3 separate regions of the Mus musculus genome follow, and regions 2 and 3 are each linked to region 1. A link is a contact called in public HiChIP or PLAC-seq and promoter capture Hi-C data. All regions are on one chromosome and are shown on one strand. Each heading gives the region's core, a stretch centred on a gene start, on an enhancer-like site or on the middle of the called end of the contact. The rest is flanking DNA. Distances are from core to core; before and after follow the strand shown.

Region 1 (3,982 bases), core at 903-3,402:
AACCGACTGTGCTGCCTACTACACAGCCACATGACCCATTACTTGCCATTTTAGGCTCTCCTGGCTGCTCCTCTCCATCTGTGTCCACAAGGTCATTCTCTTGTCTGGATACCTCCACCTGGGACTCCCTCAATGGGATTGGAAGTCCTACCTTCACTCTCCTCCCAATTATAGCCCGATCAGCTCTTCATCAACCAATCAGAAGTGGCGGGGAACAATACACAGGAAATGCTTCAATAATAATGACAATGCTAACTCTCAGATCTCAGGGCACAGTAGCAGCATCTGAATACACAGCATACAAAACTCTCCCCCAACATCAGAGTCTTGTTCAGCACTACATAAAGCAGTCCAGCTGGCCAGAGAACTTCAAGTGTTCTTCTTTATCTGCCATCATCTGCTGTAGGCGCTCTGGAGATCTGGTCAGCCTTGAGTACATAACACCACCTTGTCTCAAAGTATTCTGTAATACTATCTTTGGGAGGACGTTTCCCTATATAAAACAATGAGAATAAATTTTACTTAAAAATCTGATGCACTTACCTTCAAGTTCTAAAACGGTTGTTTGTATAAAGCTGATCATAACCTAAGAATATCAGTTTTGCTTCCTGTTAGAATAAAAATGGAACAATGCATACCCAAGAGTAAATATGCTTCCAAATGACATTTGAAGACTAGGAGGAGCATTCCATCATGTAGCCCTGGTGAAGCTAAGGTAGATCATGAAGAAAGTCTGGGCTCTATACTGAGTTCAAGATCAGCCTGGGGTACATAACAACACCTTGTCTCAAAAATATTAATTTCTAAATTAGTCTCTCTCTTTAGAAGCTACTATGGAACTCAGAAAATAATTTAAAAGTGCTTTTCCTTCCCAAAATATATCTTGAGAAAAAGGAAGTTATTTTTTTTTTAAAAGCGAGTGTGTATCTACCTGGTTGTTTTGAATTGCAAGCTCATCTTGATTTGTATTTGCACCTGTATCTCTGATTTGCAAAAGACGATGCGTACAGTTTCAAAATAGCAAAAAATGTCAGTTTGTAACAACATTGATCTGTGGTTCATCACTCTATGCAGTAGAGCATGGTGTCTTGCAAATTTGGGCTCTTCGCCGTGTCTAATCGCTACTGTAGTTAATAATCTCCTTGTATGCTTCTTTAACCGTGTAACTGTTGAGAAGTTGCAACTGTAAGAGGCCCCTTCCCCTATGCAAGATTTCAGTTACTCCAGCTTTCAGGCGCACCTCCGGGACTCTGGGTTCCCCGCGAAGAGCATCCCGCCCCCTTTGTAGACGGAGTACGAGGTTGAGCTTCTGGAGCACTATCAACCTTTTCCCGTTCCACGCAAGCCTCGAGATAACAACTCCCCACTTATCACACTTTTATTCATCTCTGGGGAAAACAAAAGACACAACAACAGGGTCTTGGCCAGTTTCCTTGTCCTTTCGGCGCAGAACTAACTCACACATGCTTAAGAAAATAACGGCCGCGCAAGTTTCCTGGCTAGAAGGTTAAGTAGATGACCGCGCCCTTAAGTGGCGAGACTCACAGCGCGAACTAGCGCCCGCGAGGTCCTCCCCTGCCCAGGACCCCGACTGTCCCCGCCCCAGAGGCACGCTCCGCACCCCTCCGGAGGTGGCGGCGGCTGGATCGGCCCCGGCGCCTCTTCCGGCACACACCCGGGGCGCAGAAACTCGCCTTCCCAGCAATCTCCGCGCCCCACTGGGTGGCTCACCCCGCGTTCCGTGTCCTGTCACCTCGGCCCGTGAACCGGCCTCGCGCCTCCCCCATCCCGCCCCGCCCCTCCCCCGGCTCCACGGCGCTCCGGGACTCCCGCGAGTTCCAATCCTGGCTTCTAGCCCCGCCGGCCCCGCCCTCTGCCGCGCGCGCCCTCGCCGCCCCGCCCCCGCCCCCCTGCGCGCGGCCGCCCCAGCCAATGAGGTTCGGGGCCGCGTGCGCAGATTCAAACGGCGGCTCTTGAGGGAGGCTGGGCGCGAGATTCGGCGGTGCGGACAAAACCCTGCAGGAGGCTGCGAGTGCTGCAGTGCTGCTCGCTGCGGGGAGAGGGCGGGGGTCGGCGCCCGTGACGGAGCGGCGCAGGGCCGGCAGCTCTGAGGCGGAGGCGGCGGCGGCGGGCGGGGCGGCGGCGGGCGGGAGCACGCCTCCTGACATGTCCAGGGCATCCCTGGCCGGGCCCGGCCGCGGCTAGGAGCAGTGGGTCTTGGTCCGCCCCTCTGTCCCTCAGTCCCGCCTGGCCCTGACCTGACCGGGCCTGCTTTCCGCTCTCGGTCACCTGAGGGAAGGAGTTGGGGAAGCGGCGGGTGGGTCTCGGAGAGGGAGCATTGGCCCCAGGCTGGAGGAGGCTGACCCCGCGTCCCCGCCCAGCCCGCGCCTATGCGGTACTTGAAGGATGGCGAAGAGGTCGCGCAGGTGGGTGCCATCCCCTCGGACCCGGCCTAGCGGCCCTGTCTCGACTCTTGCTCTCTGTCCTTTCCTGCTGGTCCCCACTTAGGCCCTCTCGAGCCTGGGGGGCATAGGTTTTCCTGTTCGGTGGGTGTCCCACACCCGCTTCGGCCGCGCTGGCCTGAGAGCATCTATCATTATTAGACTCCATCATTATTAGACGACTGTGTGTAGGACTCTCTCTAACAAATGCTCAGGTTGCTGCATTGACGGATTCTCCCACAGCTCACGCCCAGACTTCTAACTTCTCACAGCCACTTTCAGGGAGGTTTCTTGCCAGGTAAGTTTGCCCACTGTCAGGGGATACGCCACGCCAGGGGAAGCGGTTGTGTTTGCCTGGATGACTTGAAATGGGGTTCTCTCCTCTGACTTAATCGTGCCAAATCAAAACAGATCTCCTTGACAAACCTGGGCGGGCACGGTTCTGGGAAATCTTGAGAAGGGAATTCGCTAAATCTCCCTTGTGCGCACTGCTCTTCTGAGCTTTTCTTTTTCTTAGTATCTTCTGAGGACATTGTTACGTTGTTACTATCGAGTAAACTTGATCCTAAACCAATGTGTCTTAGTTACTTTGTATCTCAAGTATTCATGTTTGATTCTGATTGTATCGGCATTGTAACAAGTAGGACACAATGTTGTTGTTGTAGAAAGATGTGCTAGGATGTCTTTATGCACCTAACTTTTATTTTATGCTATTGTAATAGCTACTCCTAAATTGTGTGGCATAATCAGATGACAAAAAAATCTAGTGTCTCGATTTTCAGTATTAAGGAAACCTGAAAAGTATTTCTCAGAATTTCCATTTATCTAGATACACAGCTTCAAAATCTAAGAGTCATATTCCCTGAGCTGAAATTTAGTACTGAGAGTCATTCATTGCAGAGTTTGATTTAAAATAACTACGCATAAAATACTTGGCTTTATTCATATATTCTTCTATATGTAGGTTGGTTCTGCAGATATCAACATAAATTTAATTATGACATAATTACTTTATATAAAGTGGCTGCAGAATAGATTGAACATTGAAGTGGAACAAGTGTGCATATACGCATACACCCACAGGCACACTACCTTGGTCTTTTATCATTTTGGATGAGGTAGTTGTAGGGGTTTTTAGCAGCACCTTTACCTTTACTCAGTAGAAGACAGTAGCCCTTTTTCCTACAGTCAGGACAACCAAAACTGTTTACAGATGGTGCCACATATCTCTGGGGGGATGGAATCTGGACCATGCAGGTAAGAACTGCTGATCTACAACTTCAAAGACATAACATTCCCATCTTCATAAAAGATGCAGATTTAAAGATAAGATTGCTGGAGTACTGCTTTAGGCTTTTTGAGTTTTGAAGTCTAACAATGCTTTTAAATGATGTGTAAGTTAATTGAGACAATATAGAATGATGTAAAAAATGATGTAAAAAGTTATAGTTCTGGAGTAATTGTGCTGCAGTGAAACACTTCTCTGGAAGTATGTAGATAGAGGGTGTGATGAGAGATCACCATCTCTGGTCTGTTTCTTT
Region 2 (3,982 bases), core at 873-3,372, 2.6 Mb after region 1:
CACCTGGGAGGTGCAAGCAGGAGGAACAGGAGTTCAAGATCACTTTGGGCTACACCTGTAAGCTCAAAGTCAGCCTAACCTACATGGGCTATATCCCTGCCAATAAAACCAAACATGGAGGTGTGTGTGATTCCCAGAGTTCTCACATTCTATCTAACACTGATTAAAGGCAACTACTGTCCAACTTTTCCTAAGAATCGCTATGTAATAGTTTATTCTGAAAATGAGAAATTTCTCTCTCTTCTAGGTTTGGCAAAGTCTCATAAAAAAAAAAAAATCCTAGATTTTGCCAGTAACACCTTGCAAGGCACCTGACCCTTCTAAATCTATGTAGATAACTACTAGTTTCTTTTTACTTCATTTTCACTTCTTATTTGGGTTCTTGAGATAATTCCTCATGAGTTTCTGTTATTGGCTTGAGACGGTCTCATTGTAGTTCAGGCTAGCTTTAAACTCTTGAATTTGTTATGTAATTAAGGATTTTCTTAAAGTCATGATTCTCTGGCTTTCACAAAAATTTACATAGCTACAGATCTTGATCCAACAAAATTAATTTCCCCCAAATTCATTTTCATTGGCTTTTTCCCACTTCTTCTGAATTAGGGCCTTACTTTGTGGCTCAGCTAGCCTTGAACTTCAAGCCTCTTGTTCTGTACTGAGATTACTACAATGCCTACCTACCTCAATTTTACTGCAGGCATCCAGGTCCAGAAATGACTAACTCATGCTGAAATGTGAATTTATTGAGCAGAATGAAGAAGTACTAATAGGAGAAGTGCTATTATTCTCTATTAGGTATTTTCAGCAGCTGATATAGGGTCTAATGCAAATACTTCATAGAAGCATAATAAAGGAAAGAAATTGCAAATTTATATCAAAGCTACTATCAGGCAATTAGTAAATCTTACAAATAAATATACTAGATTAAAAACAAATTTAATAGAAAAATCTTCAGACTGATTACATACTTACTTTCTATCTGTAAGACAACCTTTCTTCTTGTTTCAGGCCTACTTTCTCCCTATTAGATCACATAAATATTATTTTTAAAGAATCAGGTATCCTCAGGGTTTTACATTACAGTGGAAGTGGGATGGTCGTTGGATTAAATGCAAGAAGAAAAAGGAAAGCTGTTTCAAAGCATGCCTTCTGATATGTTGAGGATTTGAACTCTGGAAATGAGTCTGTTGCCTTCTCCACAGCAGGAGACTAAAAAGGCTGGTATTCAAGTCTTTACCTTGCATAGTTCAGAAGGAAACTGGACTTTCACCAAGAAAGGGAACATGGGACGAAGAGAATATAGTGAAATTTTTGTATTGTATGGAAAAGAATTGAGGGAAGGATTGAGATAAGGACAGGGTAATTTCCTATGTATCCTGAAGAAATAGTATGTGACCACATTTGTAAGGATAAAGACTGTGAGTACTCTCCGAATTCCGTGTCTAGACATGGGTCAGTTAACCCTGAGGTTCTGGAAATTCATGGATTCTGTAACATTCGATGAAACTGAAACCAAAACAAAAGAGAGATCCATTCTTCAATATAGGCTAAAGACAAAGGTTTGTTGTTGTTGCAGTTATTTAAGTGAACAAGTCATTTACAAAAAGACAATAGAAGGAGATCTGGAAATTAGATACCCAAGGAAAGGGGAGTAATGCTACGAAGCACTGACTTCAGGATACACGCAGCAGCTGTAAATGCCTGAGCAGGAACTATGTATGACTGTTTCCTTCAACATTATCCTTTTGAGGCAGGAAAGAGATGTGCTCCTGAGGCCCTAACCCTCCCTGATGAGCTATTAGCAGGGGAGGGGTATTGACTTGTTCAGTAGTACAGATACTGGTAAGTTGCCCATGCACCAGTAAGGAATCCCTACTGTGTTCACATAACTTAACTTTGCCTGAAACAAAGATAGAGAGGGGAAGAGTCATGAAAAGAAGGGCTCAGCAAGAGCAGAAGAGAGGGTAGTGAGGGGGCGAGTATGATCAATAAGATTGCATTACTCTTATGCTCATACGCGCACACACACACTCCCTCTCTTCCTAGACTGGAATGGGCTGACTCTGTCAGAAGGCAGACTCAAAACAGAATGTGAGGACCAGTTCCAGAAAAAACAAAACCATCCCCGCAAACCAAGCATGGCTGTGAATTACAATTAACTGCTGCCATGAGTCGATGCATTCAGCTCAACATTCAACACAACCTAAATATGACTGCACCACAAAGAAACAGTTGTACAACTGTGGGCTTTATATTACAATTACAAGAGCTGTCCATGAATTCTCTCACATGAACAGGGGAACAGATGCAAAAAACCAGTAATTTTCTGAAAGTAACCTATTTTTCTAGTAATGATGTTCTGCAGAGTCCTCTGTGTGTGTGTGTGTGTGTGTGTGTGTGTGTGTGTGTGTGTACATGCATGAAATACAGAAACAAAGATACAAAGAGATGGAGAGGGAGAGGGAGAGGGAGAGGGAGAGGGAGAGGGAGAGGGAGAGGGAGAGGGAGAGGGAGAGGGAGAGGGAGAGGATCTAATTTTACAAACTAAAATCATCCTGGTAGAACGTACTTAACTTTACAAGCTAAAATGAGCTCAGAATATGCCTTGGCTATGATAGCACCAGGGACTGTTGTCATATTTATGATTCGAGCTCCACTCACAGGCCTCCGTGCAATGCAGTTTCTTGCTCAGCACAAGCAAGAGGAGAGAGTTCTTACACTTCTGCTGGAACATACACAAGTGACTCAACATCTCTGCTCCTCTGCACCAGATCTGCAAATGACACCAAAAGCACTGTTCAAATGGGGTCACAAAAGCAGCGCACTCATGGAGAAGTCACTAAAGTGCTGCACTCATAGGAACTACAAAAGCTCTACACTCATGAGATATCATAATAGCACTGCACTCACAGTAGGTAACAAAAACAGTGCACTCATGGGGCTACAAAGTCACTACTACACTCACAGAGTGTCACCAAAGGCCCGCACTCATGGGGGGCGGGGTCAGGTCATAAAAGCACTGCTCTCATGAGCCTTACAACTAAATTTGACAAAAAGCAAAGAGGACCATTTGCTACACAGATGATCCAGGTTGGAAAGATACTAATACCAAAAACAGCCAGGTAGTTCAGAATCAGAAAGAAACACTGTGCTTTCTCACATAGGGTAGCTCTTAGATTTTAATCTCTACACTCTGAGCAACTGAATGGGAGAATAAAAGCTGCCAAAGCAGGAAAGCAGTCCATGGTACAGGGAAAAGAATTTTAAGAAGGCAGCCAAGAAGAAAAGAGAACATGTGATATTAAAGGGCACATTGAGGAAAAAAAAAGGCAGGAGGAGCTTGGGCAAAAATCAATCAGGAGGAAGAAAGTAGGTAGGAAAATGTCACAAAGGAGCCTGATATTTTGTAAACTGATTTTTAAAATAAATTAAAAAAAACATGCTAATAATGCAGTCCAGGCCATTGGGATAGAAAAAAAAAAAAAAGACACACAGATGACTATACAGGACTAAGCAGCACAGTGTACACAACATGGCGCTTTGCCAGCTTAACTGTGATAATAAGAGAAACCATTCTCAAGAGAGATTTGCTCACAACCATAACCAAGTTACTTTTCAAGAATACTCTCCATAATTACTAAAAAGACGGAAATCTTTCTTTAAAACACAGGATAGAGGATCAAGACTCAAACCAATGTTTAATGTAAAAAAACAGAATTTCTCCTTAGCATGAAACATGACGTCTGCAGAATGTTTGATCTCACCAGGAACAAAGAGTTGGGGCAAGACCATTCTAAAGAAGTCCTTACAGAGTCTGAAGAAACATAAAATTCTATGCTAATAAATGCTTATAAAACCATAAATAAACAAAAACAGTAACAATAACATACAACTACTGAATATTGCCTAATAGAGGTTTTTAAAGACTAGACTGTGGCAGTTTACACCATGTTACCATTGAAAAACTCACTGAGTTAAAGAC
Region 3 (3,982 bases), core at 675-3,174, 2.5 Mb after region 1:
TAAAAACTGGGGCCCCTTTCCCCTCGGGGTCGACTCCTCTACTCCTGCGTGGGATACAAGTCGTCCCCAGAGCTCTGGCTTTCCTCGAATAAAGCCTCGCGTGGTTTGCATCAAGTTTTGTCTCTTGTGAGTTCTTGGGGGTCCACTATTATCCCGAGACTTGAGTGAGAGTCTCCCTTCAGAGGTCTTTCATTATCATCTTGAACTCATGGGGAATCCTCCTGGTGTCTCTCTCTCCATACAGTCCTCCTCCTGTGGTCCTCTTCCCCTCTTCTTCCTTCCCTCTCCCCCTCTCCCTCTTTCCCTTTTCCGTTATAACCCCCTCTTCCCCTCCCCCTCTCTCCCTCCATGTCTGTCTCTCCCCACCCCCCACCCCCTCCCTAATCTGGAAGTCCCAAATCCCATCCTAGTCACTTCAGCCCAGTTAATTGTCAGACCAACTTTTTATTGACCAATCTGAAGGTGAATGTTTACAATCTGAGAAGAATATTTACAAAACACTGATGCTACATAAAAATAACAATACCAAAGTCTGCCATGTATAGGAATTAGCATTTGCAAGGTTGAAATACAATCTTTACACAGCTTTTTGTCTCCTCCCTCAGGTCAGGGAGGAGACAAGTGATGATCCAGTCTCTGTCCTGGCAGTTATGTCTGTTGTTACAATTTCAGTAGAATCTACATCAGGAACTGCTGCAGCTCCTATGGGGTGAGTTGTATGGTCATAAGCTTTTTCCCAAACACACTGACAGGTTATTTCTTTGAAGCCTGTGAAATGAACCAATTTAAACCTAATTAGATTATATTAAAGGTAGGTTTATTGGGAAGCTGTTCCCTGGCTCCAAAGACCAAGGCCAAAGAAGTCGCCATGGGGAAGAGGAGGAGGGGAGGGAGAGAGAAGGAGAGAAAGAGTGTGAACTCAGAAAAAAGAGAAGAGAGGAGAAAGAGGAGGGAAGAGGGAGGAGGGGAAGAGAAAGGAGGGGGAGGGAGTGCAAGCGCCCTGAATGTCTAGATTTTATAGGGAGGAGCCTCAGAGGAAAGGGCAGCCTAGCCCTTGGGCTGGAAAGTTCTGAGTTGGGGGCAGGGTGTGCTAAGTAGAGGCCGGCCTTGAAGGAAGAACCTGGAGGCCAGGTCTGCTTTGATATGTAAAATATGCACAGCAGTCCTTTGTCCCAGGTTCCTGGAGGAGGAGGAGGAGGAGGAGGAGGAGGAGGAGGAGGAGGAGGAGGGGGAGGAGGAGGAGGAGGAGGAGGAGGTTAATAGAAAGGAGTATATAGAGGACAAAGAAGGTAATGCTATAGGGCAAATTCATCAAAAGAGAACAGGACACAGGAAAGGAACAGACCTATCCACGCCAGTCACTTTCCCAAGGGTTAGAATTGGGGCAAAGGCAGTCTCTCACAAAAATGAGTATGGAAACGACTGAAAGAAGGGGAGCTGCCGTCAGATTCTAAAGGAGACATTGACAAGGAGTTGCAGATAGGGTGGGCAGGGACAGCAGGGACTACAGTGATCCTTTTGAGTGGCAGCCACAGTGAGCCTTTTGAGTGGCAGCAGCAAGAGAGAGAGGAGGAGGTTGTGCAGATTGATGCAATCTGAACAAACTCCCCGAGCAGTCGGAAGGGGTGGGGCTTCGGGACTGAGGAAAGTGGAGAGTGGCAGGAAAGGGCCAAAACAGCAGAGGAGATAGGTGGAAGATTTGTTTGGGTAACTTTGCTAAGGGCGGTTGGAGAGGCAGAACCCACCTTGCTTATCGAGCACCAGAGACTTGGAGAGGAATTCAGGTTTGGAGAGGGAATCGGAAAAGGAAGCAATCTGGTTTCAGAGCTGGCGGTAAAAGCAGGCGGTTGCTGTTAACAACTGAAGGTGGCAGTGGGGCATTTTATAGCAGCAAGGGACCTGACTGGCCATGGTCATGGAGATTGGAAAGAGGGATGTGGGCGTGGCCTGCATTGATAGCTCAAAATGATCTGGCCTGAGAGGTGTGATCTGTAGCTCCAGTGCCTCAGAGGAAGAGAAGTGGCCACACAGTTACTGCTATGCCTGTGGAGGTTTCAAGCCACCGGCGGTGGAGCACAAGGCTTTACTCAGATCGCAGCGCAACACCTGTTGTAGGGCAGGGCTGGCTGTACTGACAGTGCACTCTCACTCACTGTAGGAACAGGGCTAGCCAGAGGTAATTTGCTGTTGAGGATTAGGGTTGGGCGGGGTGCAAAGTGCCCAGCAGTCAGCCACGGTGTTCCTACAGATCTGTGGCAGAAGTTTGAATGGCCCGAAAGCAGAAAGTGCAAGGGGAAAGTTTGGAGCTGTGATTAGAAGCAGGCAAGACTGTCAAGGAGGAGGGGACAGATGGAGGCATAGGACATCTAGGAAAGGGGAAGACAGACAGGTAGAAATGTGGGATGTCTCAAAGAGAGAAAAGAGCTATTTCTCCTTGTTTCTAACCTTATGTCCATAAAAGTGTAAAGGTTTTCATTTTATTTGGTTCTTAGGGAGTATGAGAGTTATTTCCAAGTGATAAGATAGATACATCAGTAATTTTGAGTGTGTGTTGGAGTTTTCAAATGGAAAGAATAGATTCCCTATACTAATAGTGACCTTGGGCCAGGCTCCTAGTAATAGACAATGCAGAGCCTGAACCAACTGTCTTCTGTAAACAGGCTAGACTCCTACTGGTAGGACTGGGACAGTAACCCAGCCCTAAAATCTATGACCCACTCCTTCCCCGCCTGCAAGATGCACTGAAACAATGGTGAAGCAGGGCTTTTGGATGTGCCCAGCCAATGACGACTGGTCAACACCACAAGAGGTAACCCATGCCTCACAGTATCTGGATAGCCTGGAACCAGAAGCTGGATAGCACAGAGACTAAAGATAGAATCAAACGCAACTGACAAAAGAAAAATAAAATTCCTAATGATATTTTGCTATACTTAGCCTAGCCCAAACATCATCAGAGAGAGTTAATCCAGCAACTGATATAAGCAAATGTAGGGACCCATAGCCAAACATTAGGCAGAGCTCAGGGAACACAGCAGAAGGGGGTGGAGATGGGGGTGGGGTTGTATGAGCCAGAGAGGAAAAGGACACCAAAAGAACACACTTCCTACGTAATCAATTAAGTGGATTGCCTTGTCCAGCCTTGAGATAAGGATTTGTGCCAAGTTTTATTTGAACTTGTTATGTCATGATCAGTTGATATCCTTGGGATGCCTGTTCTTTTCTGAAGGGAAATGGAAGAGGAATGGATCTGAGGGAGAGAGAATGAGGACAGAGGGGATTGGGAGGAATGGACAGGGAAGAAAGTTTAGTTACGATGTAATGTATAAGAGAAGAATGAATATTTTAAAAGGGCAGAAAAGAAAGCAGGCTGAGTAAGCCATGATAAGCAAGCCAATAATCAATCCCCTTCTCTGGCTTCTGCACCCTATGTATTACTGCCACCAGATGGCGCTATGATAGAAGTAGAAACCATAGGCATTCAGGCAACTTGTTCATGTAACTTACTCATAACTTCGTGACCTGCTCTGGTCCAATCATACATCTCTCCAGATTTCAAATAGACTCACTTAACACAAGTCTTTCTTGGTCGTGGTAGGAGCTAATTGCAATAATTTATCCTTTACCTTAGAAGGGATATTTCTGCATGTCCCACACTACTGAACTCATAAGAATTTCATTGAGGTGAATTTCACTGAAGGTGAGGCCCTTCAATTTCAGCTGGATTTATTTCCCATGCTCTAATGTGCATATATGTTACAAATTAGACCAAAATGGTTCCTATCTCCTGCTAATTTGGTTCAGTCTGCATAATGTCATTCATATAGTGCACCAACGTGATATTTTGTAGAAGAGACAGATTCCTTCAAACTAAGTTATGGCATGAGGTTAAAGAGTTACTATATCCTTGAGGTAAAACTGTAAATGTATATTTCCAGCCTTGCCAACGTAAAGCAAATGCTTCTGGTGGTCCTTATGGACA

The links. Promoter capture Hi-C pulls out the DNA fragments that hold promoters and counts their contacts. HiChIP or PLAC-seq counts read pairs in DNA pulled down with a chosen protein or histone mark.
Region 2: a contact with region 1 is called in a promoter capture Hi-C map of hippocampal neurons, with 13 times the contacts expected there. The contact joins the enhancer-like site here to the promoter of Mybl1 in region 1. A contact is called at or near these places in 1 of 39 promoter capture datasets (hippocampal neurons) and 3 of 115 datasets of contacts at active chromatin or transcription factors (embryonic stem cells and stem cell-derived neural progenitor cells).
Region 3: a contact with region 1 is called in an H3K27ac HiChIP or PLAC-seq map of large pre-B cells, with 10 times the contacts expected there. The contact joins the enhancer-like site here to the promoter of Mybl1 in region 1. A contact is called at or near these places in 1 of 39 promoter capture datasets (hippocampal neurons), 5 of 484 Hi-C or Micro-C datasets (the G1E-ER4 cell line, LSK cells, cerebral cortex and 1 more), 3 of 115 datasets of contacts at active chromatin or transcription factors (embryonic forebrain, forebrain and large pre-B cells) and 1 of 9 other capture datasets (liver).

What each region holds. Positions count from the first base shown.
Region 1 is chr1:9,698,379-9,702,360 of GRCm38.p6, reverse strand. Mybl1 (myeloblastosis oncogene-like 1) reads left to right here and starts at 2,152. Exons shown (of 15, transcript NM_001290397.1): 1 at 2,152-2,426. The coding sequence starts at 2,407.
Region 2 is chr1:7,137,446-7,141,427 of GRCm38.p6, reverse strand. All of the region lies in intron 2 of Pcmtd1 (protein-L-isoaspartate (D-aspartate) O-methyltransferase domain containing 1), which reads right to left. Among named protein-coding and RNA genes, the nearest start is that of Pcmtd1, 51 kb to the right of the region's middle. Within about 2 kb of position 2,122, at least 60 of the 459 cell types and tissues checked have an H3K27ac peak or open chromatin away from gene starts, as enhancers often do. A contact at or near this core is called in hippocampal neurons, where this site is marked.
Region 3 is chr1:7,204,418-7,208,399 of GRCm38.p6, reverse strand. No RefSeq gene overlaps it. Among named protein-coding and RNA genes, the nearest start is that of Gm23274, 59 kb to the left of the region's middle. Within about 2 kb of position 1,924, at least 98 of the 459 cell types and tissues checked have an H3K27ac peak or open chromatin away from gene starts, as enhancers often do. A contact at or near this core is called in cerebral cortex, embryonic forebrain and hippocampal neurons, where this site is marked.